2 separate regions of the Mus musculus genome follow, and region 1 is linked to region 2. Evidence: chromatin contacts called from public HiChIP or PLAC-seq data. All regions are on one chromosome and are shown on one strand. Each heading gives the region's core, a stretch centred on a gene start, on an enhancer-like site or on the middle of the called end of the contact. The rest is flanking DNA. Distances are from core to core; before and after follow the strand shown.

Region 1 (6,873 bases), core at 2,359-4,858, 1.4 Mb before region 2:
CTTGCGAAGAGAACACATAATGTAAAGTAATTTGATTCTTGGATATTAATTACACATTAAAATCCTATTGAATAAAGCACTTTTTTCTCATTTTGTTTTAGACAGGATCTTGCGGAAGAGCCTGAGCTGAAATCTATCGTGTCACACAAGCTTGCCCCCAGAGTTGCAATCCTCAGCTGGAATTACAGACCTGAGCCACCATGCCTGGCTCATTGTATTTCATTTTTAAGCAGCTTAGCATTGCACGCATTTGTAGATTACAGCGTCGGGTGGTGACCCTAAAAAGAAAGAGAGCCTCGTGAAGGAGCAAAGTTCCTGGAAGAGATCTTGAACAATTTCCAGCCCCTAGCCTCCCAGTGTTGTTACGTGGGGTCAGAATACCAGCATAGGACCTTGCCAAGGATTAGGAGCTGGTGATGGTGACAGTGGTAAGGTGGCCCAGGCTCTGACAGCTGTGCGCCACATTGCACTGAGTACTGCTCAAGCTGAGCCACAGCCCCTGGATGCTCTTGTCACTCAAATAAGTTCCAACTTTACATACCTATAGCCCCCTCTCCCCATGAATAAACCTCATGCCTGGTGAACCTGCCCCAAACTGCAGCACTAAAACCTTCTGCATGTCAGATCAAACTCAACACCCAGCCTTGATGCTTGTCCCAGAGTTTCTCAGAACAGATGACTAATGTCAAACCCAGACACAGGAAGGGGAAAAATTGCGTGCATTTATCTGTTTTGTTTTTTTTTTTTCTTCATCTTCTCCAGAATAGAAGTGTTTGACCATTTAGCTTAGAGGCTAAGAAAATAAGCTGTCACGCACTGCTGATGCTGTGTGTGCCCGTCTCTCTGGAGGCAGGCAGACGGTGTCTCTGTGAACAGCACCTACTGCTGCCCGACACGTGTCAGACAGGAGGGGTACACTCTGTGCCACCTCCTCGTTCAGCTCCTTCTTCCTCTTGCAGGAGGCAGGAGTTCACAACCTTTCATGCCTTTTTATGTAACAAGCTGACAGAGATCATGTAAGCTGTTTAAAGAGAGGCGTCCCAAATATCCTGACCAAAGCCAAGAATCAAAGCAAACAGAAGTAGAAGCATTTGTGCGACGTAATGACAATAATTCTAATTCTTGAGGCATCAATGTGTCCCCACTTTAGGCTGGAAGCAAGGCAGGGCTCTGGATTCCAGTGCTCACATCGTCATTGCTTGCCGGAGGCAGCGGCAACCTTCTGGTGCTTCCAGACAACACCTCTTCACTAGTTCACAGCCAATGTCCTTCCACTCTGCTGTGTATCCTCAACATCAAGAACATGCGCAGCCATCCCACTGGCTCGTCTGCCCACGACCTTTCCCCTCTATCCTCTTAGAAGATGGAAACCAAACTTTCACCTCCTGCCGAGCAAACGGAGCCCTTCCTTCCACAATGAATAATGACAAAAATGCCAGCCTTTCCCACTTGGCACTCAGGGTTGGTATTGGACAATGAACTGGAAAATACATGGTAGAATTCTGTGGGTCTGTTGACAATACTTCAAGTGGTGGATTTTAAAAAAATACATCTGTGTTTCAGATATAAAGTCTCTTGAGGGAGAAGGGAGTATTTCTGATAAGTGCACAAGTATCATCAATAGAATTGACTTAGGGCAGAGGCCAGCCCCCAACGAGGATGCACAAGCAATTCTACTCAAACGGCATCCACGTTTGCCTGAACTCTGTATCGTTCTTTCCATCCCTCACTGAATGGCTTTCAGACTAAATTCCAGACTCACTGGGAAGATGTCACACCACCAGAGTTACATTCAAACCTTTTATCTTGTCACAATTCTCTAAACATTTCGTACAACTATTCACCATGCTTGCAATGGGTTGGATATTGTACTGTTCTAGATTAATCTGAAGTGTTCAGGGGGGTGGACCTAGGCTATGCACAAACATTAAGCTATTTTATATAAGAGTCTTCTTGCAGTGGGACTGTAGTGGTGCACTCCAGCGTTGAGGAGGCAGGTGGATCTCTAAGTTCAAGGCCAGCTTGGCCTCCAGAGTGAATTCAGGGCTATACAAAGAAACATTGTCTCAAAACCTCCCTTAAGAAATCTTCTTGTACAGAGTTTGGTACTGCCAGGGTTCCACTAAGATATGCTTATCCCATTCGAACATTACCGCAGATACCTAAATTGCTTAAGATAAAGTTTAAGTGCACAGCACATTCTGCCTCAAGATGCCACCATTTTCAGTGGCATAGATAGTTATATTCCAAAGCCATTGGTGCTGCACAAAGGCCTCTGAGAAGGACAGGGAGGTAGCAGGAAAGGGACAAAAAGACCAGACCCAAAAGGTCTGGGCAGGAAACTGTGGAGACCTGAGGGCTCATTAGGGAAGCTTTGAGCTTCTTCCAAGGTGAGGAGAAGCCTCCCAGAGCTGTGGTTAGCTGCCGACTGTTTCACAGGAGGGCTCTTTTGAAGCTTTCCAACAAACTGCTGGGAGCTGGCTTCCTCCTGCTTACACACTTTACTCTCTTCTTTATCGCCATACTTTGTATCGAATATCGCCACATTCCCAGGTGCATGGCACTTCCACCCAAGTCCCCATACCTCTCTTCTTCAAATGATTTAGTTACTGAAATCTGTGGTCCCATCTCCTTGGACTCATTAGGTAGCTTGATAATATTTTTACATGCAGGCCGGGAAGAAAAATAAAAACTTCTCAATTTTCAAATAATTTTTATTTATTATCAGACACAAAATAGTGTACTTTAGAATCCTAGGGTCTTTGGGGATTGGTAGCCAGAGTCTTGATTTTGTTATAAAGGATATTATGTATCAGTATTGGGTAATAGTGCAGCTTTCTTGACCAGTGAAGAGGAAAGAGGACAATTCCTTATTGCAGGAGGCTGTCTGAAGTACCAGAATGCTATACCAGAATTTTAAAAGGCACAGGGTAGGCATTTTAAGCACAGGGAAGCCCCTACCTCTCAAAATATAAAATAATGTTTTTAACCATAGTGGTAATTCCATATGATGGACTTTGTTAAACGTAAAACCACTAATATATATGAAAACACAATTTATCAAATTTTACCGACTAGTAAATTACAGGTTGTATTGACTCACTATTTGAAGCACTAATGGAATAAGGGAAGCTAAAAGCTGTCTTTTCATTGGCTGGGTGGCTGGTCTTCAACAGCTGGGCGACCAGTGTGGTAAACAGGAAGCCATCTCCATGGTAATGGGCAATTCAACTTAACTTTTTAACACGCTAAGAGGTAATTACTTTTTTTTTTTTTAATTTCCATTTTTAAAACGTTTGGAGTTCATGACAACAGTGAGGACCCGAGGGTCAGGCATTTCCTGGTCGTTAGTGAAGCTGACTTTAGCTGACTTTAGGTCACTAAGAATTAAACGTTGTGACCCCCCTCCCCTTTTTTTTAATGAAAAGTGAACTGTGATTTTTTTTTTTTCTCTTTCTCTCCTCTTCCTGAAGTCTGCAACACAAATAAATGACAGAATTTTATGCTCACACACATGGTGTTTTGATTTCCTGCAGATGATAAGATCAGGGTGGAGGACCGATAACCACAGGGTGTAGGAGGGTGGGGCTCAGGCAGGCCCACATTAAAGCCACAGGTGGGTCCCTGACAGATGAGAAGATGAACCAGGGCTGAAGAGGCCAGCCAAGACGGTGAGTTCTGCTGAGACAACCTGGAAGGAGAAGATGGGCGGTCTCAGGGCAGAGGAGAATTCTGTTGGAGGCCGAGCTCTGCCAGGGACTTCTAGAATACACTACAGAGCCTGTATCCTAGGCAGCTGCCTGGGTGTGGTCCCCCTCTAACACCCACATTTTCTCTTCCCTACCTTAATAATCTATGCACTTCAAAATTCCAGGCAAGTCTGCATTCATAGGCTGTCTTGAGAACAAGAAATAAGAACAAATGAAGTCAGTGTCCACAGTAGCAAACCACAGTCCAGCTCTCTGCAGGCAGCGCTTGCTCTTCAACAGCCTGTCGCTGTCAAAGGTAGCTAGAGTCTGCCTAGCGTTGAGTCTCCGCAACACTGTAGCAACCCTCTTCGCCTTTCCCACGCTACAGCCTGCTCCCATTAGCCATCAGTGAGTGTACAGCCAAGCAGAGAAGACAGATGAGACTCTCCAGCAGCCTAGGGCAAAGTCTTGGGAAGTCCCCAGGTCCAAGAGTTGGATGGACCCAGAGAAGCTTCAGGGTGCAACAAGTGCATTTCTACTGACTATAGTCTTTCCTGGTCCAGAACCCATGTCCAAAAGGTTCTGGCAACACAGGAAGGAGAAGAAAGATTCTGATAAAAATGAGTTGCCCACAGGGTATACACAGAAGTCTCGGGGGTCGTTGATGCTTTTCCGGGAGCCATCTGATGACTACAGCTTCAGACAAGAGTGCTGTCCATTCTTATAGTCAGTATTTAAATATTCAGTACTTTAAACAGAAATACTTCTATTGATTTTATTTTGAGCTATTTTATGATTTTATTTTTGAGACAATGTATCACTCACTCTGTAGCCCAGGCTGCCCTTAAGCTTTCAGTCTTTCTGTCCCAGCTGCCAGAACACTGGGATTACAGGTTTTCCTTAAACCCAATTAGCGCGCAGAAGTCCTGGATGCTGGAGGGAGGATGGATGCCATGACAGAATGTCTCAGGAGCTAGGCTAGCCTGCAGGGATGTAGACTGCTTCCACAGGCTCAAAATGATTCTACCTCCGTTTCTGCAAGAGTTTTGTGACCACGGACCCCGTTGATCATGTGCACACAGATGCCTTAAAGCTGTTCAGACCAGGATCTTATTCAAATCTGATATTAGAAGCTGTTCTTTCTTAGCCCCACCCCCATCATCAATCAGTTCATCTGTACATAGCTGGGTCTACGTTCCTGTCAGGACCAGTCCCATGACTGTGTGCTCCTGGCTGGGATAAGACTTCTCCTGCCTCACAGTGAATCCGTTTAATGCAGGACATAGTCCATGCTGCCTTGCTTTCAGATACTATTTTCATATCATACATAGGGTGTGCTCTGTATGTGTAAAGCGTACACAGGGCCAGGATTTCTGCTTGCCTCTTGTTCCTTGAGCAGTTTAAAGTTTGTTCACTTTCTCCTGACTCTCATTCCTCTCAGGAAATCCATTTCCAGGGGCAGGCTCTAAGAGCATCACTCTCATTGCTTTTACTTACTCTATTAGGCCATGCTTCCTACATCAAAACTCTTGCAAAGTCACCACTGTCACTCCAGAAAGTCCCCTTTCAGTATAGAAAGGGGAATCTGTCCTCTTTTCTCAAGGAATTTCAGTAGCTGGCCTTGACTTGTGAAACACCACTTTGACAGGGCTGGTGACCCCTGCTCTGGGAGTGTGCAGGGGAATTTATGGACTGCTTGGAGAACAAATATTACTGTGGGGTTGAACCAGGAAGACTTCCCCAAGCCCGACCCAGTTAGAATGCTAGAGGCTGAGCCACCCAAGAGAGGGAAAGGAGACACTGGAGGAACAGCCAGCCAGTGCAGGGATGGATAGAGAATAAAATCAGTGACCACTGCACGGCCTACTGCATCTGTCTCCAACAGGCCAGGGTGAAGCAAAGAAGACAGGACAGACAGACATCAAGTGCTCACCCCTGACTTTATCAAATGTGCTCTTTAGAAAGAAGACTATCAGCTCACGTCCGCCTCGTGTGTCTGTTCACGGGCTTGGCTGACTTAGCCGTTGATGTGCTCAGCATAAGTAATAACCGACCTCCCATATAAAACTGAACGAGATGCCGCTGTTGTATGCAGCCGATGTGGACAGCATAGTGAACGCGGAGCCTTCGGGAAAGCTACGAGTAAACTGATAAGCTTGAGAACCACTTGCTGGCAGAGAACATCTTTTCCATGTCTGTTTTGCACAATGCCATGAGCATGGAGTCTGAAAACATTGAGAGGCGCACAGCTTGAATTAGGATGATTTTTTTTTTTTTTTTTAACATATGAGCTGTGGCCCTTCAAAATGAGATTCACACTCAACCGTGTCCCCAGAGAGGTTTTCTGTTTGGGCCCAGCCATTCAGGACAATCTAAACCGCTTTAAAAGTAAACAAATAAATACTAAACTATAGGAAGGAAGCTTTTGTGACCCAACTCTCATGCTAATTCCAGTCAAATTCCTTAGAATGACTGCAGCTGTGACTGTCATTCTGCCACTGGGAAAGTGTCAGCAAGACCAAGAATAGTAGCAGCCTGCCATCTCGGTGGCTTTGACGTTCTCATCTAAAATGTTAATTAAGGAGTTGCTAGGCACAGAATGAAAATAAAAGTCAAGAAAAGTAGCAAAGGCAAAAAGTGCAACTGCAGGGGGATGAAAACCCCACATCTGTCTTCCTGTGTGGCACACGAGTCCATCCTGTTCCTTGGGCTGTGAATGTGGTCTAACTAGCAAATCAAATGAGAGGAACACTCAGTAGGTAGAAGATTGGTTCATTCCCCACCCCCCACCCCAACCCCTGTTTAAAAGCTATTACCAAAATAAGTTGCTCAAATGGCATCAGTTTGGATAGATCCATTAGTGAGTGAAGTTTTGCTTCCAGTTCATACATTGCCAAGTTTCCCGAATCTTTTGTTTCTCAGCAGAGAGGCTATGGGAATGACAGTTGGAGATGAATTCATGAGACCTTAATTTTGATAAATTAATATTTGTTATCACAAGATTTTATATAATTGTTAATTTATTGAACAAGTAATCCTTTGGTGGTAATTATTAGAGTATGAAATCCCCTACAGTACAGGATTTACCTGTAAGCCTGTTTGAATGTCAGTCTACATAGACCTGAGGTTGGCACAGGGGAGCTCTTTTGTTCTAATGCTTCCCAGAACCGCGGAGCATCTTGTG
Region 2 (7,869 bases), core at 2,190-4,689:
AACACACAACTACAAGTAAAACTTGGGAAACACTAGTAAAATTGGTAAACACTAACAATGTTACAATCAACTATAAGACTTGTAAGATACTAATTTGTAAAAGTATACAAAGAATATGTTTTATTTCTCAAACTGTATGTAACTTTATGGCTCTCTCAAAATTAAAAAAAAAAGTGATTTTTTTTCTTTTCTTTTTTTCTTTTAGGAGAGAGAATATATGCAACCCAGTGGTAGAGAATAGTTACCTAGCAATGTTCAAAGCCCTGGAGTCAATTTCAGCATGAGCATATACACAGGCACACAGCTGACTCTGCTCAGCACAGTGGCTCACATCTGCTATCCAAGTACTGGAAGGCTGAGGTAGGTGGAATACCAAGAACTGGGGAGCCAGTCTGAACTACAAAGTAAAACCTTGTCTCAAAAGAGAAAAACCAAACAATAAAAGGGTGTCATTAACAGTTGGAAAACTTGAGTATTAGGAAAAAGAATCTGTTAATGATATTACAACTGTACAAGGCAATGTCTCTATTCCTTTTTTTTTAAAATATTTATTTATTTATTATTATATGTAAGTACACTGTAGCTGTCTTCAGACACTCCAGAAGAGGGTGTCAGATCTTGTTATGGATGGTTGTGAGCCACCATGTCTCTATTCCTAAGGGTGAAGCATAGTCTGAGGCTTTCCTTTGTTTCAGGTTAAGTGTATTTTTGGGACTCTTGATTTTTCTCACACACACACACACACACACACACACACACACACACAGCCCAGTCAGTATAATGGGAGAGTTGGAAGCACATCTCTGCTTGTATTTAGCACAGGGTTCAACCTCCAGCATTATAAGGGAGAATAGGAGGGAAAGGGGAGCAAAGGGACTGGATGGGTAAGCCCTGAAAGAAAACTATGCTATATAGTTCTACCCTCACATCACTTAGTCTTAAAAGACTTGGGAATAACTCAGATGGATGGCCTGCTCACATGCTAAAGCCCTGGTGAGATCTCCAGCACAGGAAAAATAACAGCAACTGGTCTTTGGCTGGTAAGATGCTCAGTGAGGAAGGGAAAAAAAAAAAAAAAAAAAAAAAAAAAAACCACTGGCTGCCAAATCTATTCCTATATTGTTTTTTTCAAGACAGGGTCTCACTGTATATCTGACTTTCCTGAATCTCCGTATCAGAGCCAGCTGGCCTCGAACTCACAAATATCTCCTGCCTCCACCTCCCAAGTGTTGGGATTAAAGGCAGACAATATTAAGCCCAGCTTTTTGCTGCCAAATCTGTTGACCTGAGTTTAATCTCAGGAACTCCCACATGGTGGAAGAGAACCAACTCTTGGAAGTTGCCCTCTGACCTCTCCACACATAAAAAAATAAAATCATTCTAGAACTGTCACAAGAAGTGCATAGTAGTTCTCATCTGTAATCCCACCTCTTGGGATGCTGAGGCAGAAAAACTGCCAAGAGTTCCAGTCCAGCCTGGCTACAGAAAGTGAGATCTGTCTCAGAACACTAAAAACAAAAAACTATGCTACAAATCCACTTAAGACTTCTAAAGGTCTGAAAACAAAACGCCATTAAGTAGTACGGGAAGTGACTGTCTAATATGTTTTTCTACACAAATTGATTACATGGATAGTTCTGTAAAATCAATCACCTCAATATAAATGGTTATTTAGGATTTATTTATGTATTTTATGTATATAAGTGCTCTATTTCCTGAATGTCTTGCACCCCAGAAGAGGGCATCAGAGTCCACTATAGATGGTTGAGAACCACCATGTGGTTGCTGGGAACTCAGCTCAGGACCTGTGGAAGAACAGTCAATGACTGCTTTTATCCACTGAGCCATCTCTCTGGCCCATAAATAGCCAAAAAGAAAAAAGAAAAAGAAAAAAGAAAAAAAAAAAAAGAAAAGAAAAAGCCAAATATCTAATCTCCTTATTTTGTTGTCAAACGAATTATAACTGCAATCTAAAAGGCTAACACACACACACACTCCAAAATTCAAGTCAAGTTTGGCGAATACACTTAATTCTTTCACGCACAAAAAAGTTTGTATAAAAGAAGCTACCCTCACACTAACAACAAAAACTGCTACAATGTATTAATGACAGAGCCGATAAAGCAGGGCATAGTTTACAATGTAAACAGATTCAAGCCCATACCCCCGCAAGTTATCACTGCGTGTATTTTTATGCAAACCGCAAACATCTGAAGCACAGGGGATGAGTTTGAGATAGCGTCAACAAGATCCATCTTAGAAGACACTTCTATTATCTCCTGCTAAGTTTTTGCACCGCTATTTTTAAAACTTCAGAGTAAGGGGTGGAGGGGGAGTCTGTACTGAAACTTCCTACCGGACCGCCCCTAGAAATGAGTCCCACCTCCCGGAGAAGGGTGTCGGGGTGGGGCCGTTTTGCTCTCCAACTAACAAACAAATGCTGCGTTTCCCACTCCCAAAAAAAGAGGCCGAGGGGCTGCAGGATCAAGTATGCAAGTGCCTGGATGGAGGTGACAGAGTAGCCTCCGCTTCTACAAGAGTCCATTCTTTCGAGTCCAACAGTGACCCCCGGCCGGGCGGGGACCGGTGAATCCCAGATGGGGAGGAAGAGGGAGGGACGGGGCCGGAGAGGGAGAAGTGCTTTCAAGCAATGAATGAGTCCCTGCCTCGGCCACACCACCTGTTCCTTCCGAGGGTGCCACCCCGACCAGCCGGCAGAATCCCTGTCCGGAGCGGGGCCGCGACTCCCGGCCCGTGCGGCCCGCTGCCCCGCTCAAGGCCAGGCTGCTCCTCCCTTCGCTCTAGGAGGGTAAACGGCAGCCGAGCCGTGCGGATGCCGGGGAGTCGGGGCCTAGTCCGGAACCGAGGCCTCGAAGCCCGCGGGCCGCGGCGCGCGGACGGAGGTGGGGGCGCTCCCGGGGCGAGACGAGAGCTGAGAGTGCGCCCCGCCAGCCAGCACAGCCGAGGTGGGGTCCCCGCGGGGTGGCCGGGTGCCCGCTCGCCCGCCCGGGCTCGGGGCTGACAGGCCCGGCTCCCAGCGAAACCATCCCCGGTGCCCGCTCGCCGCCTCACACTCACCAAGATCCGCTTGAAGAGCGCGTTCTCCTTGGGCGGGAGGCTCACGGCCGGCATGGTTCCGGCTCCTCCCGCGGCTCCCGCCACCGCCCGGCTCGCTCAGTCCGTTTGTCCGCCCGCCGCCGCCACTGCCGTTCCCGAGCTCACTTCAGCCTTGAAGCCTTCACTCCGCCGCCACTAGGCCTCCGGGGTCGCCGCGCCCGCCCTGTCCTGACACTCCCTTCGCCTCTTTTTTTTTTTCTTTTCTTTTTTTTCTCTCTCTCTCTCTCTCTCCTCCTTTTCCCCCTTTCTCACTTAACGCCGCCGCCACCTCCCCCCTCCCGGGTCTCCGTCGGCGGTTCACGTGGTAACTGAAAAGACCGACAGAGGCAGCCAAAATGGCGGACTCGGAGGGCTTTCCCACCCGGGTCACACCTCCCAACGCGCAGGCGCGGTGACCCGCTCTTCCCCACCCTCGATGCACCGGAGCCTGCCGGGAACGCGGAGGCCGGGCCGGCCTGCGGAGCCGCGGATTTCAGAGTTGGCTCTGCCGGTCCTGCCAGTGCCGTGTGCCTGGGAGGGCCGCCAATGACGCTTCCGCCGCCGCCGCCTCCTCTCTGGAAACAGACTTTCTGCCCCTTCTCGCTAGACCGGCCTGCCTTTCTCTCGGTGGGGTAGACTCACCCAGATGGTGTCATCATAGCTTGAGTATCAAGTGCCAAAATGGAGATGTTTTAAGAAGAGGTATAATGGTTCTAGGCCCAAGTGCCTGTATTGTGTACAGAAGGGAGCGAAGGGTAATTTGTGAACCGATCCGAAAAAGAGGGCTTAATCATCTTGAAAAGCCTCTAAGAGCTTGACCTATGAAATGGGCCCCGGCTGGCTAGGGTATCAGTGATTTTTGTTGACTATTGCTAGAGATAGCCAGGAAAGGTGTTGGCCAGATCCGAAGTGACATACTTATACTGCCAAAGGAGCCTCTGAAGGTTGAGGTATATTTATTTCATTGCTGAAGTCATATAATGCGAGGTTGAGGAACTGGCTGTGTGAGTCACCTTAATGTGGTGGAGTTGAGGGCCGAGACTCCTGGAGTTGGCTTCTAATTCATGCTTAGGGTTGTATCTGTTGAACTGCCTGTTAACAGAAATCCTCAATCCTTAGAGGCCAGACTCCACTGAGCAAGGTCAGGCCTGAGAGAGAAGAGGATCCAGACGTTTCATTACAGTTAACAATAAAACTTTACAAAATGGCAAGCCATTGAGTCACAAGAGCCATTTTACCCTTGATTATCTCATGTGGACCTTCTAGTAATCTGTGCATCCTGAGTCATAAAGATGTGCAGCAGTTTAGCTCCTTTAGGTCTGTTTTTGTTTGTTTTGTTTTGAGACAGGATTTCCCAGTGTTTCCCTGGCTATCCTGGAATTCGATCTCTTAAAAACCAAAAAGGGAGCAAGCTTAGAGCAGGCAAATCCTGGGGTATCCTTGAACACTAATCTCTCTAAAGATTTAGGAAAATTAAGTTGGTGAGATGGTTCAGTGGATTAAGGCACTTACTTTGCAAGCCTGACAGCCTGAATTTGACCCCTGAACTCACATGAAGATGGAAAAAGAGAAAAGGCTCCAAAGAGTTGTTCTCTAACCTCCATGTTGGCACACATAAATAACAAGTGAATTCTGGGCTGGAGAGGGAGTTCATAGGGGAAATGACCTGTTACTCTTGCAGAGAACCTAGGCTGGGTCCCAGCACCTCTGAAGAGGCCAGGTATACACAGGGTGCTCGCACAGACAAAAGGCTCATGCATATAAAATAGATAAGCCTAGAAGAAAATCCTTCACATACAAAGATGTAAGTAAATAAATAGCTTTTCTACAAGTGTGTGCTGTTGAAGAGCTAACCTGGTGCTTTATGCATGCCAGATAAGCACTTTTTTGTTGTTGTTTTTTTGAGACAGGGTTTCTCTGTGTAGCCCTGGCTGTCCTGGAACTCACTCTATAGACAAGGCTGGCCTCGAACTCAGAAATCCACCTGCCTCTGCCTCCCAAGTGCTGGGATTAAAGGCATGCGCCGCCACTGCCTGGCCAGATAAGCACTTCTACCATTAAGCTAGCTATACCCACAGCACTAAATGCAAATTTTGTTTTTTCAAATTGTACAAATAATTTTTTAAATTGTAAGGTTTTATTGGCATGTTAATTATACATAATAATGGTATTCATTATTTTTATACATGTACATGATATATTTCAATCATAGTCACACACATACATACCCTTACCATCTTGTCTCCCTTGACTACTTTTAATCCCCTTCCCACCAACTAGTAATTTGATTGGTTTGTTGGTTGGTGTCCCTAAGTAGCCCAGGCTTACCTTGAACCCATACCCTCCTTTGCTTTCCAAATGCCGAGAATATAGTTACTTTTCCAAGTCTAAGCAGCAGAGGTTTGGGTGGACCTGTTGTGTTGTAGAGCTGTTTTTGTGTTTGTGTGCATGTGTACTGGTGCCCACAGAGATCAGAGTACCAGATCCCTTGGAGCTGGAATTACAAGTGGTTGCAAGCCACCCAGCATGGTGCTAGGAAAGGAACCTAGATCTTCTGGAACAGCAGTAAGTACTCCTAACTGCCAGTCATCTCTCTCAGCCCAGACAGCAGGTTTTAAGGTTCAGTGAACACTGGTCTAATTACAACATTGATCTGATTCATTCCCGAGTTAAAATGCACCTGTAAATAATAGTCTGACCACACAGTCAGTGACATGATAGCCTGAACTCAATAATAAAACACCTACAGTGATCACTACAATACAACAGATAGAAATTGCATGTGAGCTATGCTTTGAGTGCTCTTTGTGCTTCCAGGAAGTAACAGCCAAGGCTGTATGGCCCTGCACTACACTGCTGCTGACCTTGCATCCTTCTCTATCACTGTGGCTGAAGGGCTTCCTCCCACTGGGTGTGGTGGCGCACATGTGTAATCCCAGAGCTGGGGAGGCCAGGGCAGAAGGACTTGAAGGATGAATTAGCAAAGCATGCAGGATGATTGCCTGGAGTGGGAGAGCAGGGGCCAGTCTGGACATGCTGTTAATAGAAAAGCATCAGAAAAGCTTCTGACTTCTTGTTTAATAAAAATTTGCATAAACAAGAAGCCATTCTTCAGGTCCTGAGCTTGATCTATGGACTTTATGTATCTACTGTTTTCTTCTCATCCCAACTCTTGCTCTCCCTCCCCCAACCCCCACCCCACCCCAACTTGAACACATGTCTCTTCGTGGAAAGATCCAGTGCTGAAACTGTTTTCTAGCTGCTACCTCAAATCCCCTCTTACCTAGGTCACAAATAGGGTTTTTAGCATTTAAATTCAAGACATGGTTTAAATGAATTTTATGAAAGACATGTACCAAACTATATGATAGCTATTAGCTTCTTGTTGGATTCTTTTTCAAGATGGGAGTTTCATCCACAGCTGCCTCCCCCCAACTGTAGGGGCCCATTGAGCTCTAACATGCTGAGAATGGTACCTTCATACTTCATTGCTTCCCCCAAATATACACTAGTAAAAGGACACAGGGATCAAAGCTCTGAGTACCAACTGGACTTTCCCAGCATGGATCCTGAAGTTAGTGATGGGCTTACTGGTTCTGTGTACTCCTACAAGCCGCGGCTTCTGTTTCAACTTGTTGAAGACTAGCAAAAGCTGTGTCAGGACAAGCTCTGGCGAGATGGTGAAGAAAGCATATCCAACTGCCAGGTTGCTGAGTGGACAAGAAGCCGCCAGTGAGCTGAGAGCCAACAACTGATTCAGCGCATTAGTAGGCTGGTTTGCTTACTTGTGCATTAGTCCAGCAGGCTCAAACCAGGTTACAAACCAAAGTAACTCACGCTTCAGTAACGTGTTTAGCCATCATTTGAGTTTTAAGATGAACCACAAAGCACAATAGAATTATTTTGCCTTCTATCAATAATTTTCTATTTTCCCCTGCTTTTCTTTTTAAATGCATTTATTTATTTAGTGTGGGTATATGCACATTGTGTGTACGTGCATGCTTGTCAAAGCACCCATGTGGAAATCAGGAGAAAACTAGTAGAAGTCTGATCTCTCCTTCTACCGTGTGGCAACTGAACTCAAGTCACCAGGCTTGGCAGTAAGTGCCTTTACTCTGAGTTATCTTTTTGGTTGCACCTTTTTTTCTTTTATAAAATAGGGTTTTACATCTTAGAAACCTAGGCTGACCTGGGACTCACTATGAAGCCCAAACTACCTTCAAAATTGAGGCACTCCTGCCTCAGCTACCCAAGAGCTGGGATTAGATATGAGTTATCTCATTCAGCTGAAGACTTTTTCATTTTAATGAAAAGATTTTAGGAGCTGGAGAGATGGCTCAGCGGTTAAGAGCACTGACTGCATTTCCAGATGTTTTGAGTTCAATTCCCAGCACCCACTTGGTGGCTCACAACCATCTATCATGTGATCTGATGTCCTCTGATGGAGTGCTGGTATACAAGCAGATAGGCCACTAGTACATAAAATAAATCTTAAAGAAAAAAAAAGAACTTAATACTGCTAAAAGTACATAGAAAACTGCTAACACTTATTTTGCTAAGAAAATGGACCTAAACAGCTTTAGGTTTTAGCAAATCACTTTTCTGGGCAAGATTGTATCATCTGTAGGCTAGAGAGATGGCTCAACTGTTAAGAACCCATACCTCCCTAACAGAGACATGAGCTTGGTTCCCAGCACCCACCTGAGTTGTCACACAGCCAGCTATAAGTCCAGCTCCAGAGAAATGGTAGCCACTTCTGGTCCTCAACAGGAG

The links. HiChIP or PLAC-seq counts read pairs in DNA pulled down with a chosen protein or histone mark.
Region 1: an H3K27ac HiChIP or PLAC-seq map of thymic regulatory T cells shows a contact between it and region 2, with 5 times the contacts expected there. The contact joins the enhancer-like site here to the promoter of Naa15 in region 2. A contact is called at or near these places in 3 of 39 promoter capture datasets (cranial neural crest, liver and pre-B cells) and 2 of 115 datasets of contacts at active chromatin or transcription factors (pro-B cells and thymic regulatory T cells).

The regions. Positions count from the first base shown.
Region 1 is chr3:52,837,101-52,843,973 of GRCm38.p6, reverse strand. No RefSeq gene overlaps it. Among named protein-coding and RNA genes, the nearest start is that of Gm30292, 43 kb to the right of the region's middle. Within about 2 kb of position 3,608, at least 56 of the 459 cell types and tissues checked have an H3K27ac peak or open chromatin away from gene starts, as enhancers often do. A contact at or near this core is called in pro-B cells and thymic regulatory T cells, where this site is marked.
Region 2 is chr3:51,411,586-51,419,454 of GRCm38.p6, reverse strand. Naa15 (N(alpha)-acetyltransferase 15, NatA auxiliary subunit) reads right to left here and starts at 3,439. Exons shown (of 20, transcript NM_053089.3): 1 at 3,079-3,439. The coding sequence starts at 3,132. LOC108168868 (a long non-coding RNA gene) reads right to left here and starts at 3,072. Exons shown (of 2, transcript XR_001783830.2): 1 at 2,681-3,072; 2 at 1-411.